2 separate regions of the Anser cygnoides genome follow, and region 2 is linked to region 1. Evidence: chromatin contacts called from public Hi-C data. All regions are on one chromosome and are shown on one strand. The core of a region is the stretch at or near the end of the contact, and the rest is flanking DNA. Distances in the headings are between cores, read along the strand shown. Region 1 holds the start of PTRH2 (peptidyl-tRNA hydrolase 2). Region 2 overlaps MED13 (mediator complex subunit 13).

What was found. Hi-C and Micro-C count contacts between places; a contact is called where the count stands out from the background.
Region 2: a contact with region 1 is called in a Hi-C map of liver, with 1.7 times the contacts expected there. The contact joins the enhancer-like site here to the promoter of PTRH2 in region 1. A contact is called at or near these places in 2 of 7 Hi-C or Micro-C datasets (granulosa cells and liver).

The regions. Positions count from the first base shown.
Region 1 is chr18:9,830,715-9,838,216 of Taihu_goose_T2T_genome, forward strand. PTRH2 (peptidyl-tRNA hydrolase 2) reads right to left here and starts at 2,814. Exons shown (of 2, transcript XM_048074196.2): 1 at 2,681-2,814; 2 at 1,851-2,570. The coding sequence starts at 2,499. The coding sequence ends at 1,978. It overlaps VMP1 (vacuole membrane protein 1), which reads left to right and starts at 2,766. Exons shown (of 12, transcript XM_048074188.2): 1 at 2,766-2,906. It overlaps CLTC (clathrin heavy chain), which reads left to right. Exons shown (of 33, transcript XM_066979406.1): 33 at 1-122.
Region 2 is chr18:10,025,533-10,032,896 of Taihu_goose_T2T_genome, forward strand. It overlaps MED13 (mediator complex subunit 13), which reads left to right. Exons shown (of 30, transcript XM_048074275.2): 20 at 1-301; 21 at 985-1,204; 22 at 1,831-2,022; 23 at 2,173-2,396; 24 at 2,826-2,968; 25 at 3,187-3,345; 26 at 3,445-3,630; 27 at 3,817-3,965; 28 at 4,193-4,366; 29 at 5,894-5,994; 30 at 6,638-7,364. The coding sequence ends at 6,770. Among named protein-coding and RNA genes, the nearest start is that of INTS2, 7.1 kb to the right of the region's middle. Within about 2 kb of position 4,624, at least 1 of the 3 cell types and tissues checked has open chromatin away from gene starts, as enhancers often do. A contact at or near this core is called in liver, where this site is marked.

The DNA of each region.
Region 1 (7,502 bases), core at 1,564-4,063:
ATATTGTGGTGTTTTAGATCACTGTTTTGAGTGTACAGAAGAGAGAATTCAAGCATATTGCTGTTCAGTTTTGTTTGTGCAATTTGAAATTACTCAATTTAAAAATAAATTACTGGACTGTGGACATGCTGCATAGTGGTAGCTTCACTTTACTGTCTTCAAAAGGACCTTCAACCTTGAACCAAGTATTACAGTGCTAGTCGGTGGGGGCATAAGAGTGCATACACCTCAAGGGTAGAAGGGGCCATTAGAACAGAAGCAATAGAGACCAGTAGTGGTGTCTTGCGCCGAGGGGACGATACAAGAAAATATGTGATGCTTTTTCTATAGAAAGATTATGCCAGACAGAAGAAAATAGCACTTTTCAAGAGTTGGCTGCGCTGCGGTCAACTACAGCATCTTCGCCCAGATGATACGTTAGGATCGTAGTAGGGTGTGTCAGTTAAATGGAGATTATGTTCTAGGTATGTAAGTTGCCTTAAATATATTTAGCTTCAAATAAAAATGACTTAAATGTTTCTCAATGAATACTGTCATATTTGAGTGCAATGAACTCAAATGATATTTGAGTGCCTGGCCCTACTTGTGATAGCTCCTGGCTACGAGGCAGAAGCTTCTCCAGCTATCTTCAGCGTTAGGTCGCAGCTCTGAGGCTGAATCCCCTTCCTCCTTGCTCAGCTTGAACTGAGCGATTCTCCCAGTTGAGCGTTTACAGCAGGTCAGTGTGGAAGGGTAGTGGGTATGAAGCTGGGGGGGCTGGGAGCTGCAGGCTAGAGCTGGGATTGTTTATTCCCTGATGAACTGTGCTGCTGAGGGCTGGAGGAGGAAGCACAGAGCTCTCCCAGGCTGTGCCTCTCACCTGTCTCAGTGGGCTCAGACCTTCCCTGGGCTGATAAGAAACTGGCCTAGGAAAGATCTCAATGGGATCCTGAGCGAGAACTCTGCAGAGAACTCCTGACTCAGTGCTCAATAGCAGAACTCTCAAAAAAAACCCACCAATCAGCCTTGCTACAAAACTAAAAGTAACAGAAAATCCACCTAATTAGAAGCACAGGTAACTTGCCTTTTACAGTATTAGAGTTAAAAGGGAGCGCCGTGGGTAGAATCTCTGTGATTTGGGTAGTACGTGAGCCATGATCAGGGCCATCTGACCTTTGCCCAGTAACTTCAGTAATCGATTTCTATAACTGAGTGCTTTCTCAGACCTATGAGAACTTTTTAATCCTCAGTAAAACAGGAATTAAGTTTCTTCCTGTGTGGCAAGCTGTTTATACACATGTGGGTAACTCCCTATGTCAGCCAGATGGGAAACTGGTGTGCTTACATTCTTGTAAATGCAGTAGCTACACAGCCCTGTCCAGAAAGGAGCACGGCTTCCCTTTAGAAGCTTTTATAGCTCTTAAGCACTGAGCTGTACACCCTGTTTAACTTGTTCTGTCTCATACATCTCATACCAGTTACAAGGTGTTGCATCAGTTACCGGATCAGAAACTGCACTAAGTTAGCCGCAGCTATCCCCTGCTGTATGGGGCAATCTTTAGCTGCTCTGGCAGCCAGGCTGTTGTGAATTACAAAATCAATCTAAAATATCCTCGTGCAAGGCAACGGTGGAGGGGAACCTTCTATTTTTGGCACAAGATAACCTTCTCTAATGCTTGTATCCAGTCAATAAAGCAGACAAAATGTTAAATCATCAGCTGCACAAGTCTTACAAATGCTTGGTTCCTCCTGCTTAGGGTAGGAAAATTCAGCTCTGCTTCTCCTCTCTACCCAGCTTAGTGTTTTCTTTCCCGCTTTAGCATGTAATACAGAAGCTAGAGAAACTTATAAACAGCATTAAATTTTGCAAGTTTAAGTTTTTTACAAAAAAAAAAGATATTTATTTTTACTGAGAGCATATGGAATCATCCCAACTTCTGGATTTCACCCCTCAGTACTGACGCATACCAACGCGCTGGCGCTTATTTGGGCCCCGGCTCAGAAGAGCTTTAGGTGCCCGGACACTTGATCCACCACATCGGCCGGGCCCGGCCCGATGCCGAGCACCGTCTGGGAGCCGGGGGCGATCTGCGTGCGGCCGGCGTCCCGCACCAGGCTGACGGTGAGGCCCAGGCGCCTGGCCTCGGCCAAGAGCTGGATCAGCGTCTCTTCGTCGGGAGCCCTGAGGACCACCTTGGGCTGCCCGCAGTACTCCCACTGCTTCAGCACCTCGGGCGTCCTCCTCTGCGCCTGCTTGTAGGCCGACACGGCGGCGTGGCAGCACTGCGCCGCCACCTTCCCCTTGCCCATCTTGAGGTCGTTCCGCACCACCAGCACCAGCTTGAACTCCCCGTCCTCCCCGGGCACCGCCGCCTCAGCCCCCGCTCCGCCCAGGGGCTCCGCCGCCGCCCGGGCCCGGGGGTGCCGCAGGAGCCGCCCGCGGAGGCCCCAGCCGAGGCAGAGGCCGCACGCCACGCCCGCCACCAGCCCGAGCAGCCCCGCCTTGCCCAGCTGCTCCATGGCGGCACCGGGCGGCGGCTGCGGGGGGGCGGCCGGGGGCTGCTCGGCCGTGCTGCGGCTCCGGGGGGTGCCTGCAACGAGAGAGGGAGGGAGCGAGGACGTTAGGGCCGGGCCGGGCCGGGCCCGTTAGAGCCGTTAAAACCGGGCCCGGCCCCGCCCGTTCCCCCCCCCCGCCCCTTACCGCCGCCGCCGCCTCCACGCTGCCACCAGGCCTCGCCGCCGTCGCCAGGAAGTGACGCCAGCACGCCGAGGGGCGGGGCCCCGCCCGCCGCGGAGAGCGCCCGAGGGAACAGGGAGCGGGCGGTGCGGTGCGGTACGCAGGAAGTGACGTCAGCGGGGCGGGCGGGCTCCGCCTCCCTACTTCCGGGTTGGCCCGGGCCCAGCGGGAGCAGCCGGGGCGCAGCGCGGTGAGTGCGGGCGGGCGGGGGCGGGGAGCTCGGGGTCGCTCGGCTCCCCCGGGGCACCTCAGGCCGCTGTGGAGCCGCCCCCGCCGCCCCCAAACCCGCTCCCGGCCGCCGGTCCCTCCTCAGGCCGGCCCCGGGCCCCGCGGTTTCCATGGCAACAGCCCCCGGGGCCGGCCGCTGAGGGGCTGGGGGCGGCCTGAGGGAGCCGGGGGGCGGCTTCGGGCGGGCCCCAAGGCACCGGGGGGTCCTCGCGGCCCCTCCTGAGGGGAGGGAAGCGGCTGAACGGGGCTGGCGCCCGCGGCTCCGACCGACACCGCCAGGCGGTTACGGAGCGCCCTGAGGCAGCCGGGCGCCGGTTTTGCAGCCCGGGCGTTTGGAGGCGTTTCGGGGACCCGAGGGGAGCGGAGCTGCGGGCGTGCGGCCGTGGCGCTGCGGAACCGGGGTTAACCCCTGAGATCCCCCCGAGAAGCTGCACGGCTTCGGTACCGGTCTCTGCTCCTGCCCTCGTTCTCCGTGCTGCCGGAGCCGGTGCCCGCCAACAAGGGGGTGCCCTGCTTTAGTTAGCGCTAAGGATGTGGGCTGAGCGCCCCGAGGTGGGTGGCTGTGAGGTTATGCCTTTATTCCTCGGAGCGCGCCAAAGGGGCTTCGTAACGTCAGCCTGCTTTTATTTCCACAGCACGGGACGGGCTCTTTGTTATTGTTATTTCTCACTGGTAATAGGCGATGGTTATAACGATTGCCTCACCCCGCGCTTTCGGATCAGAGTCTGAAATAGCACGTTTGCCGTCGTGCAGTGGGAGGTTAGCGCTGCTTGTTAATTTGAGCTTCTTGCCCTACTTAGCAGGTGAAATCAACGGTGCTGGTGATTTCTGGGGGAAGGAGGGGGCTTGGTAGCTTTGAAGTGGGAAGTGGCAGTGAGAAAGGGGAGGGCGCTGGAAGCGGGTGTTGGCCTTCAGCTGGGAAGTCTGCGCTGTTCCCACTTCAAAGAGTCTTTTCCTGGGGCTGTCTTTGAATAGCCTTGGAATCTGTCATAACTGTCTGACTGCGTCCTGTGAATACCTATTGTTAGGATGTTAATGCGTGCTTTGAGACTTCCTTTTATTTCTTACTGAGTTCTGTTTCTAAAACAAACCCAAACCTACTACACTTCAGGAGCAATAGTTAGAGCAGAGCAGGTTTTTTGTGGCTCAGCTGTGAAGAGAAGCCATCACCTTCGGTTAGACCTTTACCTTCAGTGCCATGTGGAGAAGTGTGAGCTGGCTGGACTTTGCCATCCCACAGGAGCGAAGGGTGCAGCCGTGAGGCTGTTGCAACACCGAGCATGGGACACGGGACAGCACCTGGCTGGGTTTGGTGTCACGCTGACCTGACAGACCCGGGGGACATTAAGACGTGAGGCAGGCAGCCTCGTGTATTGCTGACTTGTTGAAAAAATGTTCTCCTCTCTGGCAAGGCTCCGAAGTAGCCCCTGTGCTTCACCCGGCGTGGGCAGGCCGTTCTCGGTGCGTGGCCGAGGCAGCCGTCGTGTAACCGCGTTGCTTCGAGGCAGAGGCTGCGAATGCCTGTGAAAAGCGGAGGAAGTCTCAGGAGAATGCTTCGGCCACCGTTCTCCCTGGGACTTGTTAGGTACCTCTGTTCCTTTTGTCTCTGTTGCACTCGATCGGTGCCGCCTCTTCCAGCAGCAGCAGCACCGTGGTTTAACGGCTGGGCTCGCTCGGGCATCTTGCTGCGGGGACGCTGCCCCCCCGGCACCTAGAGCAGAGGATAAGGGCACAGCTCCGAGCAAACTGCTCTCTGCGCCGCTGCTGGAGGAGCTCGAGGAGCTGATTCTTAGGGCTGGGTTCATACTCTTATTTTTCTCACCCTTGGTTCTCTCCTGCTTAAATTTTAGCAGGGCCTTTTTGTGCAGGCTCCGTTGTTTTGTGACAGCTCCTGTGACCTTTCTATCCTCCCTGCTTTTTGGAAGCACGGGGATTCTGCCGATGAGAGCTTGACTGCCACCTTCAGACCCTCTGCCAAGCCGTTAACGTGCATGGATTTCCTTATGGCCCTCTGAAACCAAGGACGTGAAAGACGCTGTGTCAGCTTAGTCACCCGAATATTAAGTTGTTTTATTTTTTCCCGAGCTGCGTTGCCCTCTCTTCAAAGCCCTTCTCTCTGCTGCTACCGTTCTTCCCAAGTGATGGGTTTTGGTGGAAGAGCTGCTCGGGCGTACGCACTGTGCCCTCGCCAGGAGGCAGCGGTCGGTGCTGCGATGGTGCTCCTCGCTGAACCCCTGCTGGAGGGAGGGCGTGAAGCACGCGAGGAGCGTTGTAGCGCTGCCTGATTCAAGACATGGATATAGCTGAGCTGGAAGCTTGAGGAACTGAAGGTAGCAGGGCAGCCCAGCACTAGGGAGGGCTCCCGTGATGCCCTCACAGCGGCATGTGCCACCCTCAGAAAGCCGCTTCCCGGGTATTGCAGCAGCCTGGCAAGCTCTGTCCCCGTTAGAGGAGCTGCCTCCTTCCCTAAGCTGCCATCTGCCCCCTAGGCCTGCTGCGCCCGCCTGCGTGAGGAGCAAGGAGCTCAGACCCGGCCTGTGCCCTCCCCTGGGGCACGGCGTGCTGTGCTGGCCATGCTCACGTTCCCAGTTTTGTAGTTTTCTTTTTTATTTAAGGAGTTCCTTTGAGCTTTCCGCAAGAGCTCGCAGCGAAGACCTGGGCAACCTGAATTTTGTCTTTGCTGCCGTCTTCATGCCTTTCCACCCATGCGTTGTGTGATGACTTTATTATACTAACTGATTCTAGTGCTGGATCTACACAGACAACCGTCAGTGTTTGTGGTTCACTTGAGAAGATTCACTGGAGAACAGTTCAATATACGCAGCCTTATCAGCAGAATCACAACTTCTCTTAACCCCAGAAGAAAAAGCGTGGCATCCCTGAAGCTCGTGTGACAACATCAGTCTGTGCTTTCCGAAGAGATGTCCCAAAATCTTTTTGGAAAAACAGAAATTTTAACTCTAAATTGTAAGATGACTTTTTTTGAAACTTCGTCTGGTTAGGAGTTGGAAAATAGGTCGGGTGCACAGAGGCATAACCCACAAAATGGAAACCTGTAGTCTTTAACTGAATTAGTTGTCCTGTCCGTTGAGGGATTAAACTACTTTAGTTAGAAAAACATTTTTAGGATGGGAATAAATGCACTCATATGAAAGTAGCCCGTAATAGCTACGTCTATAGAGATTTCGAACGTCTTTCAGATGTGTCCTAATTTATTTTAATTGAATGCTTCCCCTGAGTCTTAAGGGACTGGAAAAATAAAGCAGGTACTTTTTATATTTTCCGTGGCTTTAGGAAAGTTATTAACCTTCAAGTCAGGGACCCTGGCAGTCCTGTATCACGTGATGAGCAGTGTTACCTTGCTCTGTAGGGACAGAAGGTTTGGAAGAGCGCTCACTTTGGTCTTGAGTGCCTACAAAGCTAAGGACGTAGTTGTCTGTTCCGCTGGCTTTGAATACAGAAGAGGCGGTGAAGAGTGGCGCGGTTTTACGGAGCTGCAGGGGTACGTAACGTTTCACTACAGGACTGGTCTCGTCCTTTATCTAAACGTGTTCTTGTGCAGGCAGTCGCTGGGCTCTGAAGGAGAGTGCTCCCAAAACCTTTACTCGGCTGAGGAGCGGTGAGCTTACTCCCTGTGTAAATCGTTGAGCATCCGATCTCTGAAACAAAACCGTGTTGCAGGTGTGTAAAGCTGTCTGGCTTAGTGCGGCTGGTTACACCTGTGAGGGTCTACCTTTTGTTCTCCTTGTTGTAACTGAAGAACAGCGACCCAACGCGGGGAGCTCCAGCAGCCTCCCCAGGACTTCGGAAAGAAGAGACTTTTGTCCTTTTCTTTGGTTACCGAGTGCAGAAGTTGCAGTGTGCGATGTTCCCGTGTCCTAACGGCTCGTTAGGCTTTGTTCGCTTAGGCTGCGAAGTGCCAGTCGCAGTCGTGATCAGCCCTTTTTGTTGGTCCATTTACGTTTTGACTGGCAATAATTGTCTTTTTGTACTTAGTGTTATGGATTGCACTGAAGCTGAATAATGGCTTGTGGGCTGTTTGTTCAGCCCTACAAAGAACTTCTTGTCTGAGCACAGCTCTAGCAGATGATCTAAGCGACTCTGATACAAAAACTGTTCAAAGTTGTTTTCCTCGCTCTTTTAATAGTTTATTTGGATGTTTGCTGGTAACTACTCAGTGGACTTGGGAATTTCTTTTTAGATGTAGGCTGTGGGTCTGTCTTAGGGTTCATAAGACACGGGGGGGCTGTTTGACAGCTGGCATTTAATTTTCTTTGAGCTCTCACAGATTTGGCGTAGACTTGAGGATGTGCACACGGTTACTGAAGGGTAACTCTGTTTTGGCTCCTTTTCCTGCTCCAGTCCATCTCCACGTGGAGACACCAGTGCAGGACTGGTGGTTCAGATAGATGTCAAACGGATCAGGGAGCTAACTTCCTGGCTGCACACCCTCCTGTTCCTTACGCTAGGATGCTTTAAGTACAATTAGGCTTTGGTAAACAGAGAAGTTCTTTCTGAAACCAGCAGGCGGTTGGTTTCTGAGTCACAGCCCTGCCAG
Region 2 (7,364 bases), core at 3,374-5,873, 200 kb after region 1:
CAGCAACATCAACTAGTGCCATGTCTTCTGCAGCTACTACAGCTAATTCAACTTTGACGACCACTGCCACGTCATCCTCTTCTGCTAATATAGGCAGTGGGATACCAACAAACAAGCCTTCTTCATTTCCACCTTTTAGCAGTATGAACAATACCACTTCTGCTTCCCTGCCTGCTCAGGCTGCAACAGTCCAAAATGGGCAAACAGGAGGACAGCAGCAACAGCCGACACTTCAAGCAGCAGGGATGTCTGCAGATACTACTTCAGCACCTGCACAGCCCCATCCAGAGGTTTCTGAAAGGTAATGGAACTGCATGGTCAGGCCCTCTTAGGTTAAAAAAGTAAACCAAAGCAAAACACAAACCCCTCAGCTCAACAAATGTGTGCATATTAATGCACTCTAGTTCCCTCAATAACAAACAATTTATTTTCTAATCACCAAGTTGCTTTTTAGGGAGAATGCAAGCTCATTCATGGTAGAGTTTAACTTTTTGACACACATCCTATCTGCAGTTCTAATTGTATCTCGGTGTTTGCTGTGGTACAAAAATAAACTTTTTTTCTTTTATCTCTCTAAAGAGAAAAAGTTCACCAAACTACCCACCTCTGTATTTTAAAGTGAGGTGGAAGGAGAAATAGGTATCTGGCATCATCTTGAAATTCTACTTTGTTATTGAAGTCATAGTTTCTCAGTAAGAAGTGCCTTTACTACTGATGTTGTAGGTGTTTTTGTTCCCCAGTTGAACCAATAGAACTATGTGCTGATGAGCATCTGTAATAAAGAAGGCTAAAGAAAAGACAAGTGATATTGAGTTGTTGACAAGCTAACAAACAAAATTGAAATAAAAATGCTATTTCTTACACCACAGTTAACTCAAAGGTCTTACAGATTAATGTTTGATTTGAGCGTAGTTTTAATGTAAGTAAAAATAAATAATTACAAAGCTCACCGTCTTGTAATGGGTTTCAAAATTTCATTTCCAGCACTATGGATCGAGATAAAGTTGGAGTCCCTACAGATGGAGATTCACACGCTATCACCTATCCACCTGCAATTGTAGTTTACATAGTTGATCCTTTTACGTATGAAAAAAAGGATGAGAACAGTAGCTCGTCTAGCTTGTGGACGCTTGGACTTCTGCGCTGCTTTTTAGAGATGGTTCAGGTTCTTCCTCCCAACATCAAGAATATAATTTCTGTGCAGGTGAGCCAACATTTATAGAAACATGCTGAACAAAGTACCTCCTTTGGTTTTAGCTGTATTTTGGAGGTGATAATTCCCTCAAGGTGAAAGTTTTGTTTGCTCTGTAAACATTGCTTAGAGTTCTGCAGCTGTTAAATTATTGGTTTTAGAGAAGTTTGGGTGTTACTAGTCAAAGCCAAATCCTGTGGTAGTTTCCGAACTCATCAGTCTTATCTCAGAGGAATGCACTGGCCCACTCAAGTAATGAGTGAAGTATGGGAAAACTGCTTTGTTCCATCACCAAAATCTGCTGCCAGCGTAACCATGCTGGGCTTCAGACCAGGACTTCTTTGTGATAAGTATCCAACTGTAATGCTATCAGCAGCAAAACTAATAATCAGAGGGCATCTTTCTGGAGGGCTCACTAAGGTTATTTTCTAACCAAATTATTTTCTTTTCTGAAGAAAAGATCAATGAGCATAATTACCTGAAGTCCCATATAGCTTTGGAAGAAGCTATAACACAAGATATCAAAGAACCAGAGAAATGACCGTAAACTGACATTCTGAAAGCAACATACCCAAATACTATCTCAAAAAAAGTAATAATGAAACACTAATTTTATTTCCCTGTGTATTTTGTTCTAGATTGTCCCATGTCAGTACCTTCTGCAGCCCGTGAAACATGAAGACCGGCAGATTTATACTCAACATTTAAAATCTTTGGCATTTTCAGCATTTACTCAGTGTCGGAGACCTCTTCCAACTTCCACCAATGTGAAAACGTTAACTGGCTTTGGTCCAGGTTTAGCCATGGAAACTGCTCTTAAGAGCCCTGATGTGAGTATTCTCAAGACTAATGTGATTCTGTAAATATGCGAATCAGAGAAACGTCTGTTTGTTTTATCAGCAGTGTCTTTCACATTAAATAACCAGAGTTAAGAATAATCGCTTCTTGAAAGTTCATTTTCTGTTCTGTCATCTTTATAGAGACCTGAGTGTATTCGACTCTACACCCCTCCTTTTATATTGGCTCCTGTAAAAGACAAGCAAACAGAACTAGGAGAAACTTTTGGAGAAGCTGGCCAGAAGTATAACGTACTCTTTGTAGGCTACTGTTTGTCTCATGATCAAAGATGGCTTCTTGCATCCTGTACAGATCTCTATGGAGAACAGCTAGAGACTTGCATAATTAATATTGATGTACCAAACAGGTAAGAACGAGTTCCTAATTTTTAGCATGCATATCCTCTTTATTTCCCCCAAAGAATTGTTTTATTTATTATAATGTAAGAATAACTCTGACTTATGTAGACTCACCATATTCCAAAATTAAAACAGATAATTTCAGTATTATGTGTATATTGTTTAAATTTCTAGAATGCTGTTTAGTTTCCTGAGAGCTTTTGTATGTGTTTCCCTGCTACACCCTCCCCTTCCGGTTTCTTGATGTCAGTGTTAGAATGTGATTGATTAAAAACAAACCAACCTCCTTTTTTGAATTTGCAGTAGCAGTTAATGTGCTACAATATTAACATTATTGTTTCCTGCTAATGTTCAGGTTACTACAAGCAAGTTCCAAAGGCAGCTAGAGAAACTTCTTGTCAATGGGTTCTAATTTTATCTTTTTTCTTAAATTCTAGAGCTCGCAGGAAAAAGGGCTCTGCCCGCAGACTTGGTCTTCAGAAACTCTGGGAATGGTGCTTAGGACTTGTACAGATGAGCTCTTTGCCTTGGAGAGTTGTAATAGGACGTTTAGGAAGAATAGGACATGGGGAATTGAAAGGTAACGTTAGCGTTTTAGAGTCTAAAATTCTATATGGAGTTTTAATTTTAAATAATACAGTGTCTGTCCTTGCTTCTAGAAGAAAACCTATATAACTTTAGAGTTCCTTTGTACACCTAACACATATGAACTTTGTACCACACAGTGTTTTATGTAAAATATGTATTCTGCAGTAAACACTGTTCTTCTAGACAGACTTATGTTCTTTTTATCATCAGATTGGAGTTGTTTGCTGAGTCGCCGAAATCTTCAGTCCCTCAGTAAGAGACTAAAAGACATGTGCAGAATGTGTGGCATCTCTGCTGCAGACTCTCCCAGCATTCTCAGTGCTTGTTTGGTGGCAATGGAACCACAGGGGTCCTTCATCATAATGCCAGGTATTTGAGAAACTATATTTTGGAGAGGGAACTCACAGTTAATTCTTGCAAAACTAAGGAAACACAAAACTAAGGAAATGCTTGACTTGTCTTTCAAAGATTCTGTATCGACTGGCTCTGTATTTGGACGCAGCACCACTTTAAATATGCAGACATCTCAGCTGAATACCCCACAGGACACGTCGTGCACTCATATACTTGTGTTTCCCACATCTGCTTCTGTGCAAGTAGCATCGTCAACTTATACCACTGAAAACTTGGATCTGGCCTTCAACACAAACAATGGTTAGTAGATTGGATTTATTCTTACTTTAAAAACAAACCAAAACTCTCATCACTCCCCCTATAATAAGACTGTTTATTCTACTGAACCGCAGGATTTATGTGGAAAATCACTTGATTTCACAATGTGCTGTCATATCCCATAGGTAGGGAAATTGTAGAAATTGACTGTTCTTGTTCTTTTTCAAGATGGAGCAGATGGAATGGGGATCTTTGACTTGTTAGACACTGGAGATGATCTTGATCCTGATATTATAAATATACTTCCTGCATCCCCTACTGGATCCCCTGTACATTCTCCAGGGTCCCACTACCCCCATGGAGGTGATATGGGCAAGGTAAGAGTAAATAGTGTGTATATGGTTTCTGTTCATTTGTTTTCTTGCATCTGCTCATGTCCTCTGTAGAACGGAAGGTTCCTAGGAAATGTTTTGAATTAACTGGCTAGTGGATTGCCTGCAAAATTTGTGTAATGCCTGGATGTTTCAAAATGCGTTGTGATTTGAAAGCGACAGATAATTTCTGTTTTGTGCTCTCTAATATTAAACTGTTGCTTGTTTTGTAGGGTCAAGGTACAGATCGATTGCTTTCAACGGAATCTCATGATGAAGTAACAAATATACTGCAACAGCCATTGGCCCTCGGTTATTTTGTGTCAACTGCCAAAGCAGGTCCATTGCCTGACTGGTTTTGGTCAGCATGTCCTCAAGCACAAAATCAGTGTCCCTTGTTTCTTAAGGTACGGAAAGCTCGTCAGGCTGCACAGCCATCTTTGTGGGCAGTCTGTCACACAAACTATTGTGCAATGTGCAGGGATCTGAGTTGTGAGAACTGTTATGCTTAAAGAGTTGGTGCATAGCTTCTGGAATATGTCTGGTTTTGTTTCAAGAGAGGTTGGGTTTCAAATTTTTGAGCTTTAGCTTTTTATATTCACTTTTTCAAAAGGAAGAAAAATGATTAGTGGAAGGTAGCAAGTAGTCTGAAGGATTCTGCTTTTCTGATGGTTTCTTCAGAGTAGTCTGACACCTTTTTCTTACTTGCTGGCTCTGTGCTACAGTGTTTTGTAAGGATAGGTGTCCTGTTCTGTTTCTAGACAGACTTCTGGTTAATGTTTGACCCCTTTGGGGGACCGGTGGTGGAGGGAAGTAATGTAATAAAGTAATATCTCTTTACACTGGGGGGGGGGGAATCTGTTTAGCTTTTATGCTCTGTGCAGTGCATAGTTTTCCCATGCTGGCTGACTCCAAGTGATACTCATTGTCCCATCTGTCTGGATATTGTCTGATTTTTTTATGGCACCATCAAGACCCACTTGTCACATTCAAGGCTATACATTAGTATACAGAGAAACTTTGTGTATTAATGTTATTCACTTTTGTCTTAACAAAGCCTAGTATTAAAGATGCTAATTTATCTAATGATACTGATATGTCATCTTTAGCCTTGTTTGGGTCCGGCTTAGCAGTTCTTCTTGGCCTAAGCACAGCTGTGGCTTTGCTATAAGGTGTGGTCTTATGGAAAGCAAGTGGACTTGTAAATACATGGACGTATTAGAATGAGTCCAGAGGAAGGCCACAAAGATGATCAAAGGGCTGGAGCACCTCTCCTATGACGAGAAGCTGAGGGAGTTGGGGTTCTTCACCCTGCAGGAGAGAGGGCTCTGGGGAGACCTTATAGCAGCCTTCCAGTACCTAAAGGGGGCTACAGGAAAGCTGGGGAGGGACCCTGTGTCAGGAGTGATAGGATGAGGGGTAGTGGTTTTAAACTAAAAAAGGGTAGATTTAGATTAGATATTTGAAATAAGTTTACTCTGAGGGTGTTGAGGCACTGGAACAGGTTGCCCAGACAACTTGTGGATGCCCCATCCCTGGAAGGGTTTAAGGCCATTTTGGATGGGGCTTTGAGCAACCTGGTCTAGTGGAAGGTGGAATTAGATGACCTTTAGGGTCCCTTCCAACCCAAACCATTCTATGATTCTATAAAGGCTGTGTATTAATAGGAATCTTATGACGCTTGAGTTGTCTTTTTAATAATTACTTAATGTAGGCAAAGGCATCTTAAAACAACTTCTTAAAAGCACAATGCTAATAGCGTAATACAACTTAGGAGAGAGAAGTCCTGCACTTACTGACTGCATAAAGCTAAGATTTATTTTAGCTAGTGTGTCAGAGAATGGAAGGTGGTTGCAAGATGTGGGTCAGTGGTACAAAGGGAAGAAAGTAGTTTAATCAGACGCTAACTGCTAACATCTTTGTTCCTTTCTTAGGCCTCTTTGCACCTCCATGTGCCTTCAGTGCAATCAGACGAGCTACTCCACAGTAAACACTCCCATCCACTTGATTCTAATCAAACTTCTGATGTGCTCAGGTATTTATGATTGATCACTTGCAAAAATATCGTGCATTTCATCTTTAATATTGCTGCAATAGGTCTACATATTTGTTTTTCTTGCTGTTGCTTCTTTGTGCTGCTGATGTCCTTGGTACGTCACAAGCACAATATAAACTGCTGTGCTTTAAGTGATTAAAAGATGGCTTTACCACAGCACAGTGCAGTTAAATACAAAGATCACTAAGCCCTTCTTTAATTGAAGTTGATTACAACTGAAAATATTTGAAAAACAGTGAATTCATCAAAACCAGAAGATAGTGTATAAATGAGTGGAAGATGGTTATACTTAAACCAGAATTTTGTATGGGTTGTGGGAATACTGAAATGCTGAAGTACAAGAGTGTAGATAGTCATGTAAACATAGGACACTGAAAAAAGATTCCTTTGTGTTTTTAATACGTGAACCTCAACATTAATGAGCATCGACAATTAAAATGACTGTTTTCTACTGAAATAAACTTCAGCTTTGATGTGCTTGTAATATTTCTGAAAGCATGTTATTTTAGAATGTTGGGAAGCATACATGCCTAATACCAAAGAAACTGTATTATATTAGGACTGTAAAATACTGGGGAGGAAAAAATCTGTTGGCTTAATGGAAGCTTGTTTTGCTTTTCAGGTTTGTTCTGGAACAGTACAATGCACTCTCCTGGCTAACCTGTGATCCTGCAACCCAGGACAGACGGTCATGTCTCCCAATTCATTTTGTGGTGCTGAATCAGTTGTATAACTTTATCATGAATATGCTGTGATCTTCATCTGAATTTTGCAAGACAAAAATGAGGAAAAGGGATATTTCACTGCAGGACTAAGTTAAAATTCTTCTCAGTGCAAGTTGTTTGTGGTGGGGTATGAATCTTGTTACTTCCAGCAAATATTGTTTTGACTTGTGAGAGGGGTACCTATTTACCCTGCTGTCTTTGAGTCACTGACTATGGGGGACGCTTTAGAATGATGATCAGAAAGTGTATTATAACATTTTTAGTAGCAGAATTAACCATTTTCCCCAGTCACAGTATTTGTGAAGAGTAATGAGCCATAGTACCCAGTCATGGTTAATGAATATTAAAAGCATGGAGATGAGAAGAAACACGAGGAACAATAAGTTTCAACCTATGGCTTCAGAACATCAAGATGTTCTTGTATTGGATTATAGTACCTAGTATTCAAAAATGCCTGCATCTCTTATTTATTGTAAGTTTTTAAATGTATAAATTGTCTTATATTTCTTAACCTCTTTTATAAAAATTTTCCTAGAAGGTTTATACTGCCTTCTTGCTTTAAAGCAATTGGTCTAAAATATATGTAATCGTCTTAATTAAAAGTTGCAGTAGGTTGCTTTTAGA